Linked DNA regions of Sus scrofa: all the other regions are linked to region 3. A link is a contact called in public Hi-C data. All regions are on one chromosome and are shown on one strand. The core of a region is the stretch at or near the end of the contact, and the rest is flanking DNA. Distances in the headings are between cores, read along the strand shown.

Evidence for each region. Hi-C and Micro-C count contacts between places; a contact is called where the count stands out from the background.
Region 1: a Hi-C map of heart right ventricle shows a contact between it and region 3, with 4 times the contacts expected there. The contact joins the enhancer-like site here to the promoter of KANK2 in region 3. A contact is called at or near these places in 2 of 5 promoter capture datasets (fetal liver and liver), 20 of 47 Hi-C or Micro-C datasets (alveolar macrophages, blood, embryonic fibroblasts and 13 more) and 1 of 2 datasets of contacts at active chromatin or transcription factors (skeletal muscle).
Region 2: a contact with region 3 is called in a Hi-C map of heart right ventricle, with 4 times the contacts expected there. The contact joins the promoter of SMARCA4 here to the promoter of KANK2 in region 3. A contact is called at or near these places in 1 of 5 promoter capture datasets (fetal liver), 2 of 47 Hi-C or Micro-C datasets (fetal heart ventricle and heart right ventricle) and 1 of 2 datasets of contacts at active chromatin or transcription factors (alveolar macrophages).

The regions. Positions count from the first base shown.
Region 1 is chr2:69,676,356-69,679,055 of Sscrofa11.1, forward strand. The region is part of intron 1 of LOC110259342 (a long non-coding RNA gene); the gene reads right to left. Among named protein-coding and RNA genes, the nearest start is that of YIPF2, 28 kb to the left of the region's middle. Within about 2 kb of position 1,311, at least 7 of the 83 cell types and tissues checked have an H3K27ac peak or open chromatin away from gene starts, as enhancers often do.
Region 2 is chr2:69,715,879-69,718,578 of Sscrofa11.1, forward strand. SMARCA4 (transcription activator BRG1) reads left to right here and starts at 1,297. Exons shown (of 34, transcript XM_021083849.1): 1 at 1,297-1,594. It overlaps LOC110259342 (a long non-coding RNA gene), which reads right to left. Exons shown (of 2, transcript XR_002341646.1): 1 at 1,468-2,700.
Region 3 is chr2:69,923,886-69,926,585 of Sscrofa11.1, forward strand. It overlaps KANK2 (KN motif and ankyrin repeat domain-containing protein 2), which reads right to left and starts at 1,309. Exons shown (of 14, transcript XM_021083853.1): 1 at 1,179-1,309. DOCK6 (dedicator of cytokinesis protein 6) reads right to left here. Exons shown (of 49, transcript XM_021083867.1): 48 at 2,625-2,700; 49 at 1,970-2,212. The coding sequence ends at 2,170.

The DNA of each region.
Region 1 (2,700 bases), core at 61-2,560, 250 kb before region 3:
ACTGGGTCCTGGGTGCCTCATTCCCTCAGTGATGAGAGCTGAGTGTCGGACTAACTAACCTTGAACAAATAAGATGAGGGGTAATGATGTCACTTTGCTTATGGGATTTGCTAAGTGTTAAAAGCTGCAAGGAGGCGTGGAGACAGAACTTAATGCCTCCCTGTCCTTTTCTTGTATATTACAGCTTTAGATAGATTAAAAGTTGCAGAATTGAAAATAAAGTTTGTTTTGAGAACTTGACAGGGACATTGTGACCTGACGGTGACCTGACCTAAAAGGGCAGCTGCCAGAACAAAGGATCTGACACCAAGAAGTTTGCAACAAATAACCACTCCCCTCTCTCACCTTTCCTATAAAAAGGCTTTGCTGAAAGCCTTTGAGGAGTTTAGGGTTTTTTTAAAAGACATGAGCCACCTGTCTCCTTGCATGGCTCAGCAATAAATCTTTATCTGCTCCAAAATCGTTAACTCGTGATGTTTTTGTATTGTTTGGCCTCAGTGTATGTTGGGCACCAAACTTGGATTTTGTAATGCTGCCAACATAAGCCTACTTCATTTCAAAGAGCAAGACTCCTAATTGTCTCTAGTCTTTTTTTTTTTTTTTTTCCTTTTTAGGGCCACACTTGTGGCATATGGGAGTTCCCAGACTAGGGGTAGAATCAGAGCTGTAGCTGCCAGCCTATGCCGCAGACAGCAATGCCAGATCTGAGCTGCATCTGAGACCTAATGCCGCAGCTAATGGCAACACCATATCCTTTAACCCACTTACTGAAGCCAGGGATCAAACTTGAATCCCCATGGATGCTAGTCAGGTTCTTAACCCGATAAGCCACAATGGGAACTCCCTAATTGTCTCTACTCTTGAGACCATGGCTTGGAGGCTGTTCCTCTTCAGCATGTGTTCACTAGAAGATCCCTTTGCCTATAGGATTTCAAGCCACTACTCCATGTAGCTTTGCTTTGAAATGCCACCTTGCAAAATAACAAAGGCTCATTATGAGCTTTTCTGCTCTTTTTTTTGGCTGCGCCTGTGTCATGTGGAAGTTCCCAGGCCAGGGATCAAACCCACGCTGCAATTGTGACCTGTGCCATAGCTGGATCTTTAACCTGCTGTGCCACCCTGGAACTTCCAAGACTTTCTGCTCTTAAAACATTGTAAACTTTGGAGTTCCCGTCGTGGCACAGTGGTTAACGAATCCGACTAGGAACTATTAGTTGTGGGTTTGATCCCTGGCCTTGCTCAGTGGGTTAAGGATCTGGTGTTGCTGTGAGCTGTGGTGTAGGTTGCAGACGCGGCTTGGATCCTGTGTTGCTGTGCTCTGGCATAGGCAGGAAGCTACAGCTCCGATTGGGCACCTAGCCTGGGAACCTCCATATGCCGCAGGAGCAGCCCAAGAAATGGCAAAAAGACAAAAAAAAAAAAAATTTGTAAACTTGATTCACAGAGATGGAAACTGATAAAATGGAAATTTAAAACATACCAGTATCTTTTCCTAGCCCAGGTTTGCCTTGATCCCTGTGTAACCACATTCTTAGGCAGATGAAACTGGCACTTATAGGGTACAATGTTACTATGGAGATGACTGGCACTGATCCTATGAACTATGTTCTTGGATGGATGCAAGTGACATTGATAGGGTACAATGTTACCATGGAGACAGCTGGGCCTGGTCCTATTAGCTGCAATCATTCTAGCTATTATCCTGATAAAAAGGGTGTGAGGAAATTAACATGTCAGCAGCTCCAAGGACATGAGACTACTACAGATTCTGTATGAGCTTGTTGTTTCTACTGACAGATCCATGAACATCTCCTGGAACCACTGTGAAGATGGAATATGCAAAATTGCCAGAGAAGTTGTCAGAAAAATCTTCCTGTCTACCCCTTGTTCAAGGTTTGTTCCAGATTAATAGCCAAATAAAGTAGAAATGTTTGTGCCATTTGTTTTAAAGCATAAACACAAAAGAAGAAAGGTAAAGAACAAAAAAAAAATCCCTGGAGTTCCTGCTATGGTGCAGTGGGTGAAGAGTCTGACTGTAGCAGCTCTGGGTGCTGAGGAGGTTGAGGGTTTGATCCCCAATCCAGTGCAGTAGGTAAAAGGATCAGATGTTGCTCTACTGTAGCTTGCAGTTTCGGCTCAGATTCGACTCCTGCCCCAGGACCTCCCATATGCAGGGTTGCAGCCAGTAAAATAAGAACAAAAAAGCCCACCTTGAAAGTTCATATGTGGTCTACAAATCAACCTGAAGAGCAGGCCAGCTGGGGGTATGCCTTTGGGTACTCTATGCTTAGATTTTTGAGCAGAAGCTTAGTTTTATTTCAGTGGGCTCATTGTTTCACCTACTGACTTTTCTCAGGGGAAGTTTCCCATCAATATCTTATGTGGCAGCTAGTATCACTTGCTCTAATTAGAAGACAAGAGTAGGAGTTCCAGTTTTGGCTCAGCTGTGAGGAACCCAACTAGTACCCATGAGAATGTGGGTTTGATCCCTGGCCTTGCTCAGTGGGTTAAGGATCTGGCATTGCCAGGAACTGCAGTGTAGGCTGCAGATGTGGCTTGGATCCCAAGTTGCTGTGGCTGTGGTATAGGCCAGCAGCTACAGCTCCGATTTGACCCCTAGCCTGGGAACCTCCATATGCTGCAGGTATGGAAAGCAAAAAAAAAAGGGTAAGAGTAAAAACAGATGTGATGACAACCACT
Region 2 (2,700 bases), core at 47-2,546, 210 kb before region 3:
GTCTGTGACCTGCACTATAGCTCAGCAATGCAGGATCCTTAACTCACTGAACAAGGCCAGGGATCGAACCTTCATCCTCATGGATGCCAGTCAGATTCGTTACTGATGAGCCACGATGGGAACTCCCTAAAAAAATTTTTTAAACTGTCTTGTGGGGGGGTGGGGGTGGCACACTACAGTAGATGCTGGGTATTCACTAGGGACTAAAATTGACAACATCATGCCATTTAAATTGAAGAGAAGGATGCTGTACAGCAGAAACTGACAGGATATTATAAATCAACTATAATAAAAAAACTTAAAAAGGTACCCAAGAAATGTGAAGGAAAGGGAATGGAGGCAGTGATCAAAGAGGAGGCAAGACTGGTGGAGGTGGTAAGTCAACTGAGACCTGAAAAATGAGGAAGAGTGGGCCTGGGAGAAGCAGGGATAGGGACAGTCACAGGCTGTGGGACTTGACTTTGGGGAGCATTTGCTCAGTTGTGGGGCTAAATGAGGTGGGGCTGGAGATACTTTAAAAACATAGAGGAAGCCGCCTACAAGCTCTAGGCCTTCATACTTCTAACAAGGCTCTCTCCCTCACTGCTTTTACTACTGGACTCAAATGTCTTCCCAACGCGGCCTTCCCTAGCTGCCGCTTTAAAATTTCCACCACTTTTCATGTCTCCATTTCAACACAGTGTATTTTATATTTTACTTGGTTCTCTTGCCTCGCGCCTGCCTCCCCCATTAGATCATGAGAGCCACAGCAGCTGAAATTTTATGTCCGGTGCCGCAACTCAACAGCAAATCAATAAATATCTGCTAATTAATAGCCTTACATAGGCTCTGCACAAAAGACAGCCACAGTCCGTACCCGTCAGACTGCCCAAAGGGCACCACATCCCCCCTACCAAGGATGAAAACGGTTCCTAAGTTCGCCCTTGACCCGGAGGCCGGCTCTGCTCATCTCTGGCCCAGCCTCCCCGCCTCTTCCCCTCAAGCACTGCCTTGCATCCTCACTTCCCGGTCTCAGGGCCCCTCTGCCACCCCTTCCCCAAAGACCCTGCCGCCATCCAGTCCCATCCCCCAGCCACCCACCACCACCATCACTACCACCACCACTACCGCCGCCGCAGTGGCGCCCGCTCTGCGCATGCTCGGAGCAGTGGCGACGCACGACGTGCGGAAGGCGAAGAACCACCCCCATGCGCAAGCGCAGGCGCGTCCCGCACAAAGTAGGGAGGTGCGTCCGGGGCGCTAGCTCTCTCTGGCCCCGCCCCCTCCCCACCCCACCCCCGCGGCCGACACGCACGCGCTCTAGGAGCGGAAGGGCGGGCGGGCACGCGCACGAGACCGGGCGGGCGGCGGAAGCGGGAGAGGCGCTTAGTGGTGGGGGGGAGGGGAGGTGACGAGTGCGCGCGCAGCGGGGGCGCGGGTGGCGTGGGGGGGGCGGCCGAGGCCGGCGGGCGCGCGCGCGAGGCTTACCCTCGCTTGGCGGCGGCAGCGGCGGCTTCTTTGTTTCGTGAGAAGAGGCGAGACGCCCATTCTGCCCCCGGCCTCGCGCGGAGGGGCGGGGGCGGCGCCAGGAAGGCGACGGCACCGGCGACTCCCGGTAAGGAACGCAGATCGCGGGGGGAGCGCGGCGCGGGGCTTGGGAGGACGGTTTGAATGGAGCCGGGGTTCCGAGGGGGGAGGGGGCCGCCGGCGCCCGGAGCAGGGCCGGGGTACGGCGGCGCCCGAGGGTCAAGACGCCTGGCCTGCACCGCGCGCGCGGGGAAGGCCACAGTGCATCGAGGCCGCGGCGGCTACAGTATCCGCGGCGGGTGGGGTGGGGGCCCGGGCCGCGTGGAGGCCGCGCGCCCCTCGCGCGCGCTCTCGCCGGGGTCGCCGGACAAAGCTCTTCGCCCAGTCGGCGGGCCACGGGCCCGGCCCCCATCGCGGTCTCAGCTGCGGCTATAACAATAGCCAGGCGTCCGGGCTATTCTGGCTACGTTGTAACGGGTCCGACTCGATTGTTGCCTTTTAACAAGGCTGCGGTCATCGCTCAGTAGGAAAACCCCCAGATATGTCCAGCGTCGCCTGGACATGAACATTAGCAGCACAATTGGTTTAGATGACCTAAAATTTCATTTTTAAAAAGTCAATTTTAGGTTTTCAAGGCAAGGTAAATAACTCTTTCAGCCCCTTGTAAAGTAGTGACTCCAGAATGTTTGCCTTAAATCGGAGGATCCGCAGCTAGTCGGGAAGGACCGGGAGAACTGCTGTTGAAAGCTTTGTTTTAGTTTTCCATCCTTTTCCCTTCCTCGCAATTGATTTTCCAGATTAACGCTTTTATTTAAGATGTGGATCTTTAAGGAGAAGGTGTTTTGTGCCGATCTTGAAGACTAGCCTAGGTAGCCACCCCACGCCCCCACCCCCAGTGAATCCTTAGGTAAAGTAGGGAATAATGTTAGAACCACTTCCTAGGAATTTGAAGTAAGTTTTCACTTTCAATTGACAGACTGGAGTTGGGTTTGATTTCTGGCGTTGCTGGTTACTTAGCTATGTGACCTTAGGCAAATAACTTAATTTTTCTGAACCTCTTAGTTTCCTCATTTGTGAAATGGCAATAATGCCACAAATGGAGTTGGTGAAAGCCAATAAAATGGTTCCTGGTTAGAGGGAAGCACTATTTTGTTGTTCAGTCCAATCTCCTCCTTTATTGTTAAACAAAAGTTT
Region 3 (2,700 bases), core at 59-2,558:
TGACTTGCCCAGGGTCACCAAAGGGGGAAGTGGCTGGTAGATTCCCCATTGGCAGCGAAGGCAACTTCACCCTCCTCGCCACATCCCTCTGCCCATTTCTCTGAGAGAGACTGGGGTCTGAGCTTCTCCAGCCCTCTGAGGGTCCTCCACGTGGGAAGGCGACTCAAGGTGGAGACAGCAGATGGTGGGGGTCAGTGTAGTGGTGGTGGGTGTCTGTGGCTGAGGGTCCTCTCTTTCTATGGGACCCCTGGAGAATGGGGAGGACACAGGATAGGAAGAGAGACAGGACACTCCAAGAGAGGACAGGTGGGAAGCTCAGGGAAAGGGCGCAGGCGGGGTCCGAGGCAGGCCAGAAGTCCGGCGGGGTCTCCCTAAAGCCCCTCTCCCAGACCAGCCTGTACGTCCCTGGGGTCTCCCATTCCTCTCCCCGCCCCAAAGACGGGGGTGAGGAGGACCCCGCCCCGTGGAGGGAGAGGGCGGGGTCTGCGGGGTCCCCAGTTAATGGCAAACAGCTGCCGCTCCCCACGCCGGCCCAGCCGCAGGCCGAGGCCCAGCCCGGCCGGACGCCCGGACGCCTTCCCGCCGCCTGGGGCCTGGCTCTGGCCCGGCTGCGGAGGAGGGCGAGGGAGGATAGAGAGTGGAGGTTGGTGGGGAGGGACAGAGGTGGAAAGGAGGACGGAGACAAGGGGGAGGGTAAGGGGGAAGGCAATGATGGGGCGAAGGGACAGGGAGATACAGACGGAGGATGGGGCCGGGGGAGAGAAGCTGGGACAGGGTCAAAGATGGGGACGGGACAGCGGCGCGGGGACCGAGACGCTGGAAGTGCGGAAAGTTTGGGCATAGATAACGGAGTTGGAGGCAGCGGCTGTAGAGACCTGCGAGGTCGAGCCCGGGGGTTGAAGGCGGGATGGGGTGGGGTGGAGTGGGGACCACGCTCGAACCCCGAACCGGACTCGAACCCTGACCCAGCCCGGGTGCTACTCGCCTCGCGCAATCCGGCCGCCGCCGTCCCAGCGTCCCGCCGCCCGTGCGTCCTCCGCGCCGCCGCCCGGTCGCCCGGCCCTCGGCAGTAGCTCCGCCCCGCCCCGCCCCGCCCCCTCCAGACCACCCCCGCTCCCTCCAGTCCCAGGCAGCCCGGCCGCGGTGTAGGGGAAGTGGGGGTGGGGACACAAATGCACCTGGAGGGCAGGTGTGTGTGTGTGCGCGCACGTGGGGGTGTCCGAACTCCAACCCCTCCTCCACTCCCCAGGGCAGGGTCCTCCCGCAACCGTGTCCTCCTCGGTCTGCTGCAGCTGGGCCGCTGCGGGGGGGGGGGGCTGGAGGGGGCGGAGCTGGCGGGGCGGAGCTGGCCAGGGCCCAGCTCCTGGAGGGCCTTGAGGGCGGGTGGTGACGGCGGCGGCTATAGGAGGTCACCCCTCCCCCAGCCAGCCCAGGGCTGGAAGCCGCCCAGCGCGGGCCTGGTACACGGTGGCGTGACCACCACGGGGCAGGCAGGGGGGGCCCTGGTCAAGGCGAAGCTGCACAGGCCAAAGCTAATGCCTAGGCTCAGTTCCTAACCCTACCAAGCTTTCAACTGCTTGCTGCCTCAGTTTCCCCATCTGTAAAGCAGGGTTAAGACCATGGAGTTGATCAGATTCACCAACCATGAGGCAGGGACCTAGGGAGGTCCCTCAGGCAGAAAGGCTCATAAACAGGGGAGTGTCTTTCTGGGCACCAATTATGCAGGACTGGGCATTCAGCAAGGGTTTAGTAAGTGTTACCATTATTTCCCATGCACCCATGTGACACTGTCATTTGTGTTTTGCCTTCCTTGCTAGAATGTCGGCTCTAAAAGGGCAGGAATTGCATCTATTGTCACTGATGTGTCCCTGGCACCCAAGTGGTTCTCAGTGTCTGTGCATCAATAGCCAGGGTGTGCAGGTAAAGTGTACCCAGGACCCAGACCCCAGGGACCATACCACACAGGCTGTTTATAAAAACCATTTTAAATTAGAAAAGGTAAGGAGCATCAGTGCACACAGATGAGGACAGAGGAACAGAGGGCCCAGCCCCATGTGCAGTGTGGTCACCCAGGGCTAAGTGGGCAGTGGGGGGAGACTCTCAGGAAGGCACAGACAACTGAGGCCAGGCTGCTGGTTCCTCTGGCGTGTGGCTTCAGGCCCTGTGGGTTCAGACATCAGCCTTCCGGAAACTGGCTCTGTTCAAGGAGTTCCTAGGGGAGGAATGAGATGGATCAACATGGCCACAGGGCCCCCAACTGCATGATGCTCCCCAGCCTCTTCCTCCAAAGATCCTTCTAGGGTCTTCCTGGTTCCTTTCACAATGGTTCTAATCTGGCTACAGAATCAGAGATTCTTAGACTCCATCACTGGAGATATGAATCATGCCCCTTTTGATAGATGTGGAAACTGAGTCTTAGAAACATGAAGTCACATGCCTGGGAAATGACCTGGCTAGGATCAGAAAAAGTTGCCCAGAGCCTGCACATGTCTGAGTGTTCACATGTTTGTGCAAAGCCATGAGCACCCGTGTTGATGTGCACATGTGTAACCGCCCCCATGCTCTGCCTGGCTTTGCCTATCTGCCTTGCCTTCTCTAGGGTAGGGAGGCCCCAGGTCAGGCACCTGAGGCTACTGGCTGTGGTCGGTGCCAGCAGCTGGGGAAGGCGCTGGGTGAGCAGGGGCTGCAGAGCCTCCCGAA